Regions from separate parts of the Drosophila melanogaster genome. Here all the other regions are linked to region 3. Evidence: chromatin contacts called from public Hi-C and HiChIP or PLAC-seq data. All regions are on one chromosome and are shown on one strand. The core of a region is the stretch at or near the end of the contact, and the rest is flanking DNA. Distances in the headings are between cores, read along the strand shown.

What was found. Hi-C and Micro-C count contacts between places; a contact is called where the count stands out from the background. HiChIP or PLAC-seq counts read pairs in DNA pulled down with a chosen protein or histone mark.
Region 1: a POLR2A S2P HiChIP or PLAC-seq map of the Kc167 cell line shows a contact between it and region 3, with 5 times the contacts expected there. The contact joins the promoter of Drak here to the promoter of CG1572 in region 3. A contact is called at or near these places in 1 of 1 datasets of contacts at CTCF or cohesin (the Kc167 cell line), 45 of 107 Hi-C or Micro-C datasets (the D17-c3 cell line, the Kc167 cell line, the ML-DmBG3-c2 cell line and 20 more) and 5 of 6 datasets of contacts at active chromatin or transcription factors (the Kc167 cell line and the S2 cell line).
Region 2: a contact with region 3 is called in a Hi-C map of the Kc167 cell line, with 1.7 times the contacts expected there. The contact joins the promoter of bif here to the promoter of CG1572 in region 3. A contact is called at or near these places in 3 of 107 Hi-C or Micro-C datasets (the D17-c3 cell line and the Kc167 cell line).

What each region holds. Positions count from the first base shown.
Region 1 is chrX:11,491,357-11,494,926 of dm6, reverse strand. It overlaps Drak (Death-associated protein kinase related), which reads right to left and starts at 1,792. Exons shown (of 5, transcript NM_001169253.2): 1 at 928-1,792. The coding sequence starts at 1,061. lncRNA:CR44556 (long non-coding RNA:CR44556) reads left to right here and starts at 1,929. Exons shown (of 1, transcript NR_123869.1): 1 at 1,929-2,590. It overlaps CG33235, which reads left to right and starts at 3,354. Exons shown (of 1, transcript NM_206687.2): 1 at 3,354-3,570. The coding sequence starts at 3,404.
Region 2 is chrX:11,677,647-11,681,302 of dm6, reverse strand. bif (bifocal) reads right to left here and starts at 2,333. Exons shown (of 6, transcript NM_167295.3): 1 at 2,014-2,333; 2 at 189-459. The coding sequence starts at 450. It overlaps Vlet (Valette), which reads left to right and starts at 2,714. Exons shown (of 1, transcript NM_167294.2): 1 at 2,714-3,656. The coding sequence starts at 3,033. The coding sequence ends at 3,638.
Region 3 is chrX:11,556,547-11,560,289 of dm6, reverse strand. It overlaps CG1572, which reads left to right and starts at 1,653. Exons shown (of 4, transcript NM_001298197.1): 1 at 1,653-1,802.

The DNA of each region.
Region 1 (3,570 bases), core at 543-3,042, 66 kb after region 3:
GCAAATTCGTATCTAAAAATGCGCATTTTTAAAGCGTACAAATTCAGAGCTATTTTCAAAACCAATTCGTACTGAATAGATACGTATTTGTTTACGAATCTTTCGATGTTCATAACAAAACCACTGTGCCGTTATCCACACAAAACTCTCTTTTTGTCTCCCGTTCACATGTGTGTGTTGAGTAGAAGCTCACACACACAGGCAAGTCGCAAGAAAGAAGAAAAAAGTAAATAAAACAAGTTTTGAGACGCAGAAGTTTTTCAGAAAAAATAAAACAGACTCGCCACTGACTTTCTTTAACATTTTTAGCTTTGTTTCGGTGGTTTTTGGATTCCGCTTTTATTTTTTATTGAATTTAGCAGCTGCATTCGCAAAAACAAGGAAAACAAATCTATTAAACGATGATAAATTCACTGATGTTAGGTGTGATTTTGTAGCAGTTACCTTCAATTGTGATCGCAAAGTATGTTTAGGTTGTAAAAACTTAGAAGATCATTTTCAATATGGTTATTTTTGGCATAACTATGCATAGAGACATGTATATTTATCTTGGATTACATTTCAAAATATTATGATACGAAAAAGAAACGATCGAGCTTAGTAAAACAAATAAGGCGATCAAGAAAAGATACACATATGTATAGATTTATGGTATTCAAGTACCTAAAACAAGTAAGTAAAACTCCTAGCTTAGAACTTTATAGTTAGTTACATATGTATATCTGCGGTATGGACTGTATCTATGGTTCTGACCAGAATTCCCCAAAAGAGCTAAATTATCTATATGGTTTCCTTTCTAACTGATTTTTTTTTGCAGTGTGGAGATGCAAAAATCTTGTTTTTGTGCTTCTTATTTTCGGTTGAATTTTTGGCAAGGGAAAAGGAGAATAATAGCGCGAAACTCAAAACAGAAAACTAAAAACTCACCTGGCAAACGGCGTCTGTTCCACTTCGTAGATCTCGTTGATGTCGGGACATGAGACGAGGAGTCCCTTCAGCCGATCGGCGTCCACATCCAAAAGTCCGTCGCCAATGGGAAAAATTCCCTTTTCGGTGAACATTTTGTGTGTGTGTGGGGGGGGATTGTGGTGTTTGTGTGTGTGTAGTGTGTTTGAAGATCGAATCTTCTTTCGATTTTTGGCTGTATTTAATCCTTCGTTTGATTGGCTTTTATTTTTTTTAATGGTAACTTGTTATTTCTTTGAGGGTCGAATCTCAACTGCACAGAACCAAAAAAAATTGTAGTTTAGTGATAAAAACACACGCTTCGATATAATGCAGCGGAATACGTTGCGCGCGGGAGAGCGACAGGGAGGGAGAAGGAGACCAGATTCCAGTACAACCCAAAAACAGCAAAAACAAAAAATCACACTAATGAATTAAAAGAAGTAAAGAAGCAAAAACTATGCAACTGCAACACACAGACACACGCGCGCAAAGAGAGGCCCGAAAAAATTCCCGCGTGTGTATGTATGTGTGATGCTGTTGCTGCTGGTTATGTTTTTGTTTTTGTTATTTTCGGTATTTCGCCAGTTAAGTACCGTTCTCTCCGAAGAACTCCGTCTCAGCTTCTCTTCTTCTTCTTCCTCCGCTTGCTCGTTTCAAAAAGGGTTTTATGCGAAAAAACGGCTCGCAGATTTTGGCCAGGCTTTATTCTTTTTTTTTGTGTGTTTCGCTTTGCGGAGGCACGGAGGTACAAGAAACTCGCAGCGGAGCAGCGCGCACGAACCGTTCGTTGGCGGATTGAAATTTCAATTACTCGCGTTCGCTTAAAGTGAACGCACACCATGAAAATAACTCTGCTGCTGGGGCCTGGTATTTCTTGCCAGTGTCTCTGGTCACTCTGTTGCCGGACGTTTAACGCTAGGCACTGTGAAAAATACCAGAAAATACCGAAAGTCTGTTAACAGCACTAGGTTTATAACAGTGCAGTTTTGTTTATAATTTAAGCTGAGAAAAGGCAGAAAAAGTAAAAATTAAATTTCGTTTCAGTAATAATAACTAATGTGAAACTAAGTAGACAGTTATATGAACACCATCTTACAAAAGTAGTTATATGACGTTTCCAATGTTAAGTTTGGTGGAAAGCACATGGTCACACTGCGGCCGATTCAAAGCGTGTTTTCAATTTACCAATTATTGTTATTTGGTGGAAACGTAATAAAGATATTATTTTTGGGATGCAATGTGCGTTTTGGGTGGCGCCTGTTATCGGGGCGTGTGGGCATAACACAGCCCGCAAATAGTTGGCACCTCGCGTCTTCATTGGATTCTCAATTTTAAATGTATATTTATATTTATGCTTGCTTGCAGTTCCCTGGCTTTTTCTCGCCCTGCAAATTTTCCCGCCTTGTTTTCCCACCGTTTGTGTGTAGGTGTGTGTGCTCCACTTGCAAGCCAGTGCACATTTCTCGTGCACTCTGAATCATTACTAAGATCTTAAATAAAGTTTAAGTATATATAGTTAAGTATAGTTAAATATAGAAAACTTTTTTTCTACATTTCAATCCCTCTCTCTGGAATAGACCTATTTTACACCACGCCATTTCTACTTTGTTTAAAAATCATAACTTTGCTAATTTCTTTCAGTGTAATTGGATTGGATGGGATATGCAGTGGATATGCGTTATGTTTGCATTTCTCGTGTGCGTTGCATATATTTTTGTCACCACGACGGCATCTCAGGAATGCGGAGCACCAGAAATAAACCAAGTGCAAAAACCTTTAGCATCCGTCTATTAATAATGTTGTCGTCTCCGGATCTGCTTAGGTTTTTTTTACAAAATGATTTTATTTTTCTTTTGGTCGGGCGGTGGATTTTCTTGCCACGAACTCGCCAAAAACTCCTCTTGGCAGCCATTCAAGTTTAGCAGATCCGGCTTTTGACCTAGGGAAAATGCTTGGCCACCGCGAAAATAGAAAATCGGATCGCGAGAAACCCCAAAAAATTGGGTGGAAATTTAACAAGCAGGAACGAAGTAGTTTCGTTTTAACGCATAATTTGGTGTTACAAATTACAATTGTTATTTATAAGGCAAACAACATTATCTTGTATACAATGTCCTGTTCATGTGTGAGCAGTATAATAGATCTGATATTTAACACATTGCATCGACTTTTATTCAAGTGGAAACAAAATATTTTATTTTGTATAATTCCCTTTATTGGATACAACCACAATTTAAAGTAACCCTTACACTTCGAAAGTGTGGATTTGACAGCTGAAAGTTGACATTTGGAGCTCATTCCCTGAATACATTCTCTTTTTAAAAAAGTCGTTCACCAGGTAACATCGTCACAGCGGATAAAATTATATAATTTTGTATATTATATTATTTCTTATTTCATCACAAGGAAACCAAATTACTTTTATCATTCGCATTGCCATATCGGAAAGATAACCATGAATTTCAGCAAGAAACTGCTTGGCGACAAGAACCTTGTCCGCCTGGATTCGGACGCGACAAGGACATTTTGCCCGCAAGTCTCTGAAGGCAGACTCACATTGGAGAATGTCATTTTCGATCGAGGGGGCAGCGTGACCACCAAGAAGCCTAGGAAGCGCCCGAC
Region 2 (3,656 bases), core at 1,084-3,583, 120 kb before region 3:
CATTTAAAAGGGATAAGTATGGAGCTCAAAAGTAAGTGCAATTATTTCGTTTGTCAAGAATGCAAGAAATAGCGATTAGAAATACGAATACTTGCACCTAACATGCCTTGACAGAAATGCTTGGCTTGAAAATACCTTTAATTTGCGTGTCAGGTGAAAGTATTCCAGTTTGTCCAACCACCACTCACCTGCAATTGCACCTGGAGCTGCGTTGGCTTCTGCCAAAGCCCCACAACTGCCATCGGTGGGCGAGGTGATGGACGCCGCCTGGGTGCGGGCCACGTTCGTTTTCCGGCGCTGGATGAGGTCCTTCTTCCACTGCGGCATGTCCGGCAGGAAACCGGAAGTGGGCGACATCTCAGCTGCAGCTCCCAGGCCAGATCCTCCAGCTGCTAATCCTGCTGGCACATCCGTGTGTAAGTCCAACGAAGGCCGCTTCTGTGACTCCATTATCCCCGTCTGCAATAGGCATTATTCGCAGCATTAATGCATGTCAGCCGTGTCCGCGGTGTCTGTATCGCAGTAGTATCCCCTATATAGTGTGGCACACTATCCAGCTCTACATCTCGACCCAAAGACCAAGTCTGGCGGACTGACTGGCCCGAAGCTGGTGCCAATTGCAAGTGCCCGGTGCCCAAGCTCCTCTACGAAGCAAAGAGGCGGGCATAGCCGACCCAAAAGATTGGCCAACCATGCAAATTATATCCAATTCAAGAAACTATCTCAAGATTCTCAGTTTACTCGACCAGTTTTCGAGATGAACCAATAAGTGAGGGTATAAATATATTCTAATAGACAAAAGTACTGTTTTTTCAATATATGTATATTACATGAGAAGGGGAGTAAATACTTTAATATACATTTAACAAAAAATAAGCTACGATAAACACAAGCTGAAAATGAAATATTTGTCATTGCAGCAATTATTTTCTGCTTATGTAGAAATTTTAATAACAAAGTCTAGATAAAAAATTGAATCATTTTTATAAAATCGCAGCCTGTAGAAATCTAAGTTAATAAATAATAATAATAGTTATGACTGTAAAACTCGCAGCTGTTAGCAGAAATTCTATTTCAACAAGTGTATGGTTCTATAATATATTTATAATTTAACATTTATCTTGGAAAATAAATAAGATGAATATCTTTTGAGTAGATAAAAGGTGATTTCGAATTCGTGGTGGCGATGGCATTTAGAGTTTTATTTTTCTTAATTGGATTAACTGCTGTTTTTACAGCCCGACAGCAAAACAAAACGTAAAACAAAGGTAAGAAGCGAAGAAACCCCAATATTTTTCCAGCATAAATATGCTAAACTGCCATAATGAGCGGAAAATGCGATAAAACCGAATATAGAGAGGAAAATAACGGAAAAGAAAAGCGGGGAAACTGAAACCAAACGATTCTTTTTATTGTTTGGCTAAAATTGATTGCATGGCTAGATTATTGCTGTTGGAATTGGAATTGTTTCTGTTTTTGCAGCTTTGCCTTTTGCATGCCGCGATAAAAAGTATTATTTTTAATTTCCCGTATCAGGCGTATGCATGTGTCTGTGTGTGTGTGTGTGTATGCATCACACGACTCCGCCGGAGAGAGTGTGAGTGTGTGCAAGGGTGGCTGAAAAGGGGAGAGCGATAAAAAGGGGCTGCAAAATGCAGACGAAGCATAAAATAAACAACCGACGACGCGCTATCGATTTTTACGGCATGCTGGAAGCACCAGCACACTGATACACACAGTTTGCAGAATAGGGAAATAAACTGGAAGTTATGCTATGCCAAATTGAGTTTTTTCAACAAAAATTCCTCGCAGAGAAACGCGAAACGAACTAGTGGAAGACTAAAGAGCCGGGTTTTGTTTATTTACACAGGAACAATACAATCGCACGCAGCCAAAGACACACATACGTATACCACATACACATGCATATATCCCGACGCACTGTTCCGTTAGTTTAGTTGGGGTTTTTGTTTTTCTCGGGCTTTCGCTGAAACCTTAGCTTGAAATCCTTACTTTTAAGATGCTGACTATTTTTTATAATCGGTGGTTGGTTTTGCTTCCAATTTTCCGATCCCGAGTTCCGTTTATCATCCGCTCCGCTGCGCCTGTTTACCCCGCTTTTACACTTTTCCGTTTCGCTGTAGCTCAACGAACTCGTCGCTCTCCTTGCTCCGCGCACTTGTCAAGCTTTCCCGACTGCAACTGCACTCGAACTCGGGGCGTGGGTGCACTCGCTGCGCCTTAAAAGTGCATCTTTCGCAGCCGAATCAGCGGAAAAATCTGCATTAAGTTAAGCCGCGTTTCCAATACACAAATACTGCTTATCGATTGTTGGCGCTATCGAGCGGAGCATCGATAGGCATCAGCGGAGTTGCCAGGTAGGACGATTATATTAATGAGTTGGAAAACTATTCGTACTTGATAATCTTCTACAAATTGAATCGTCGATCGTCGGTGCCGTCGACAATCTGGTATTGATATTTGCTGGTGCGGCTTTTTTTCACGAATTTTATTTTGCAGGAAACATAACAGCAAATATTATTTAAAACATTGTAATTTTATAAGGTAAATTATTCAGGCCTAAATACAGAAAAATAAATTAATTTAATAAAACATTTAAATCTAAAAAATTAATAAAGAATATGTTTAAAATCACATCGCAAAATGTAATATTTTTGTATTTTAGTCAGCACTTACCGTTATTATTGGCAGTAGTAACTGTGTGGCAGCACCGCACCGTGGCAAGTCGATAGTTTTTTGTATATTGTTGGTCTGTATAAACAAATAATATTAAAGTCATAATAAAAGAAGTGCTGGTAAAGACTTAATAACTCTATGTTCCTTAAAAATTTTTAAATATATCTCACAATGAGCATTAACTGGATAAAGATCACGGAAAGGTATGTAATATCAATGTTCTTATAGAGATTAATTTCTTGCATTTATATCTTAGAGCCCGTGAGGGCATCAAAATCATCAATGCCTTGCCCTACGAGACCTTTACGACGGTTCTGTTCTACACCCACCGGCAGATGAGTCCCAGCGTAGCATCGGCGAGTGCCACCAGTAGTACAGTGGGCACCAGTGTGACGACCACCGGCCGGGTGGACAGCAGCACCGAGGAGAACCCCACAAGTAACACCGAACCGGAGTACACACTCGAGGAACTGGAGCGATTGGTGGGCGTACCGCGTCAGGACTTCCTGCTGCTGATCAAGACCTTCTCCTACATCCTGCGTCGCATCTCCACGTTTATCATCAAGCCAAGTTTGCTGCAGCGTGAGCTGCGCGAGAAACTCCAGCTGGAGGATGAGGCCAAGATCGATGCCATATTGCGTTTGTGGGTGCGCGAAACGACGCCCATTATGAACAATTTGGCCAGCAAGCGGTACGAATCAAATGTCATCGAAGATGTGGCCTGGAAGCTCAACATGGAGATCTCCTCGCATTGCCAGCAGCGGGAGAAGACCCCGCTGGCCGTGCTCCAAATGAAAACGGCCGTCGGCGAGGATATCAACATCGAAATGACACAACCGGAACTAATGGAACTGTACAATCAGTTCGAGAGCATCCAGGGCGAACTGGACGCCATGCTGGCCATGAAGACTACAGGAGCAACGGCGCCTGGCAATCAGTAGTGGGACGCCATCGACCAA
Region 3 (3,743 bases), core at 404-2,903:
CTCCACTTTCAGGTGGCGCTGAGTCAGAGAAAAAGTCCGAGGAGCTTCCACTAGCAAGTTTAATTCCTTTCTTTTTAATTGCCAATCCGTGGGCGGCCAATGAACAGTGTCAAGGGGGCGTGGCCGGGGGCCTAGTTGCACTTGAAGATTACAAATATTAAGGTTGGCCGCTCCGCTGCTTGGCTGCTCTGCCGCTCACTCGATGACATCATGACGTCAGGCGTCATTTATACCGCGCTAGCCAGCAGTCAAGTCAACTTGTTGGCGTTGTTGGCTGAATTGCCTTGCTGATACCCTGGATGAAAACGCATCCGGGTGGCATAGACCAGTCATTATTTCCAATGTTGTGGCCAAAAAACTAAATATTTTCTTCCTTTAAATCTGAAAACCGTCTTTTGGCCAAAAATACGATTTATGCAAAGGGTGTTTTTATCATAACTTGTCTAAAAATGGTCATAAACGCATAGGAATGACTGTTTTGTGCAGCTAATAACCCCTACTAACTATCCCTATCACTTTTTGATGGATTTTGAAAAATTAATTTTTGGGTCGATTTTTGCATATTCGGTATTCATCAAAATTTGCGAAAAATGGCAAAAAATTAAAAATCCAAATTTTAAACACAGTTTGATTAGAATTTTGAATACGAACTCAACGAGGTATGACAATCCATATTTGGATCATTATTTCCAATGTTGTGGCCAAAAAACTAAATATTTTCTTCCTTTAAATCTGGAAAACGTCTTTTGGCCAAAAATACGATATGTACAAAGGGTGTTTTCTTATAACTTATCTAAAAATGGTCATATAAGTACAAGAATGACTGTTTTGTGCAGCTAAAAACCACTACTAACTATCCCTATCACTTTTTGACGGATTTTGAAAAATTAATTTTTGGGTCGATTTTCGCATTTTCGGTAAGGGGTAACATCATCAAAATTTGCGAAAAATGGCAAAAAATTAAAAATCCAAATTTTAAACACAGTTTGATTAGAATTTTGAATACGAACTCAACGAGGTATGACAATCCATATTTGGATCATTATTTCCAATGTTGTGGCCAAAAAACTAAATATTTTCTTCCTTTAAATCTGGAAAACGACTTTCGGCCAAAAATACGATTTAAATAAAGCGTGTTTTTATCATAACTTGTCTAAAAATGGTCATAAAAGTGCAGGAATGACTGTTTTGTGCAGCTAATTACCACTACTAACTATCTCTATCACTTTTTGATGGATTTTGAAAAATTAATTTTTGGGTCGATTTTCGCATTTTTGGTAAGGGGTAACATCATCAAAATTTGCGAAAAATGGCATAAAATTAATATTCCAAATTTTAAACACAGTTTGAGTAGAATTTTGAATACGAACTCAACGAGGTATAACAATCCATATTTGGACCATTATTTCGCATTTTTTGGCCCAAAAAGCGACATATTTAAAAAATTGCAATGCATGTTTTGTACTACCAACCTAATTCGCTTGTGAAGTGTTCTAAGTGATGCAGGGTATCCCCCAAGTCGAGTCGCAGTAAATCGGCCTGGAAGGCTTCTGCTGGGTCTTGTTTTGTTTTCGTCTCGGCTGCGTCGACTGCGACGCTGAAAACTGTGGCAGAGGCAGCGGGCCAAACGCTTTTATTTTTCAGTTTCGGTTTCAGTTTCGTTTGCAACGTGCGCGCGAAAAGACGCAAAAGTCGAAAGAAAAGTGCGAGGAAAACCAGTTGGCTGAGTCCTACGCCGAATTTTGAGAAAAGTAAGAGTAAGATCCATACCGAAAACTTTAGATATACAGAGAGAGAAAGAGGTACATACCACCCATTTCTACCGCTGGGACTATATGTGTGTTTTATTGTTTTTTTTTTTTTTTTATATATTTTTTTTGTACATTTCGAAAAGCAAAAGGAATTGGAATTCTCGGTACTTGGCTGTGCATTAATATGTTGTTAATTTTTTTTCTCCTACAAGCATTAAACTGCATTATTATTGACGGCGATGATATCATTTCCAGAGTTGAAAATGCGAAACCGAATGTGAGTCGCGTTTGCAGTGGGGAAATATTCTTATCAGCAGAACATTTGATAGCTTGCCTTTTGGTACATATGTATATTGATTAGTTGTTGTCATTTGGGAAATTGACAAAAGCGGCGTCTTTGTTCATCTCTTCCGGTTCCAAAGAGGAATCTTAAAGGGCCCAAAACAACAACCTGTTGCTTGGGCCAAGTTGCTTGGCATGCGAATTAAACTATCGTACATCATAGGCATGATATCATACCGCTTTTCGGCGGAAATCCGCCATCTAATCAATATTCGGAATGTATTTTGTTTAATTCCGATAAAATGTCGCACATGGGTTCTTGTTATTTTGGTTTTTGCTTTGTTTTGTTTTCTTATTATTATTTTTTTTTTTGGTTTTCGGTTTTTGGTTTCGGTATTACGCTTCGGAATTTGGGCCGCACCCCTTCCATGCCACTGGGATATACATATGTATATATGTATGTGTATGTATGTGCCTCTACCACTTTTGTGAATTTCGATGAGCATCATTCACATTGTGTGTAAACTATTGCGTCACCGGTGGCGTCATCGTTTTTGAACTCGTCTAATGCGCCACCGATTTTGAGGAAGGTCTAAGTTCTGAAATCCAACCCCATTCCAATTGCCATCAATCTTGTATGAGCACATTTCCTAAAACAATATAATTCGTTGGTATTTTCTAAATTGATCTCTTCCTTGCTTAGTTAAAATATCAAGAATATAAAATTAGTTACGATTTTCAACTCCTCTGTATGGGTCTTACAAGGCTTTTATTTAACTCATGTTTGTTTTAAGCCAAATATAGCAAATATAGCTATAGCAGAGCAGTTAATTTGGAATTAATCTCACTATCCTTCCGTTTGTTATTTGTTTTAAGCTAAACTGGTTTTATTTGTTTGCCTACAATGTTATTCGGCTTGATTACCAATCGTCAAATCTGAAGTCAGAACTTATAGTCACAATCTGATTTCCAGATCTGGCACGGCATTTGCGAATACCCTATAACCATTATGCCCACCCACGGCATCTGTATACTTAAAGTGTGTGTGTGTGTGTGTGTGTGTCCCAATTACGAACGAGGCGCTTTTCTTCAGTTTTCCTTCAGCTTTTCCACAACGAACAGCAGGCAGCAGACCATAAAGTTCATGACGTTTATGCATACATATCTACATACATTCATATATGTACATACATACAGACTTACATATATCCAATCCTAGGTGAACATATAGACGAGAGCGATTCATCTATTTTGTTCGCTGCCGATCCCCAAAAAGGGGGGAAATCGTTGCGCGGGGGGAGAGGAGTGGTTCTGTATGGGGCGGGGGGGTTTTCTCTCGTCGGTCAAGTAAATAGATTTTTCCGATTCTCCCACTGCTTCAATAACGCATTTGGCGCTTTTTCGCCTGCGAGGCCGGCATTGAAAATTGTTTTAAAATTAGACAAAAAGCAAAAATCCAAAACAAAAACAGCAACAAATGGATGGCCAAAAATACACAAACATTGTATGGATACATTGCAGATCGATGGGCGTGGCAAGGGCGTTCGATCTGTAACAGCTGGCCAAAAAGTACAAAAGATACAAAAAAAAAAAGCAATAAATAAATAAAAACACACCATATGAATTACGATATTCGGGGAATATAAGTGAAAGAAAAAGAACCTAAGACTTACTCATTTTAATCAAATAATTAAACCATAAATTAACACA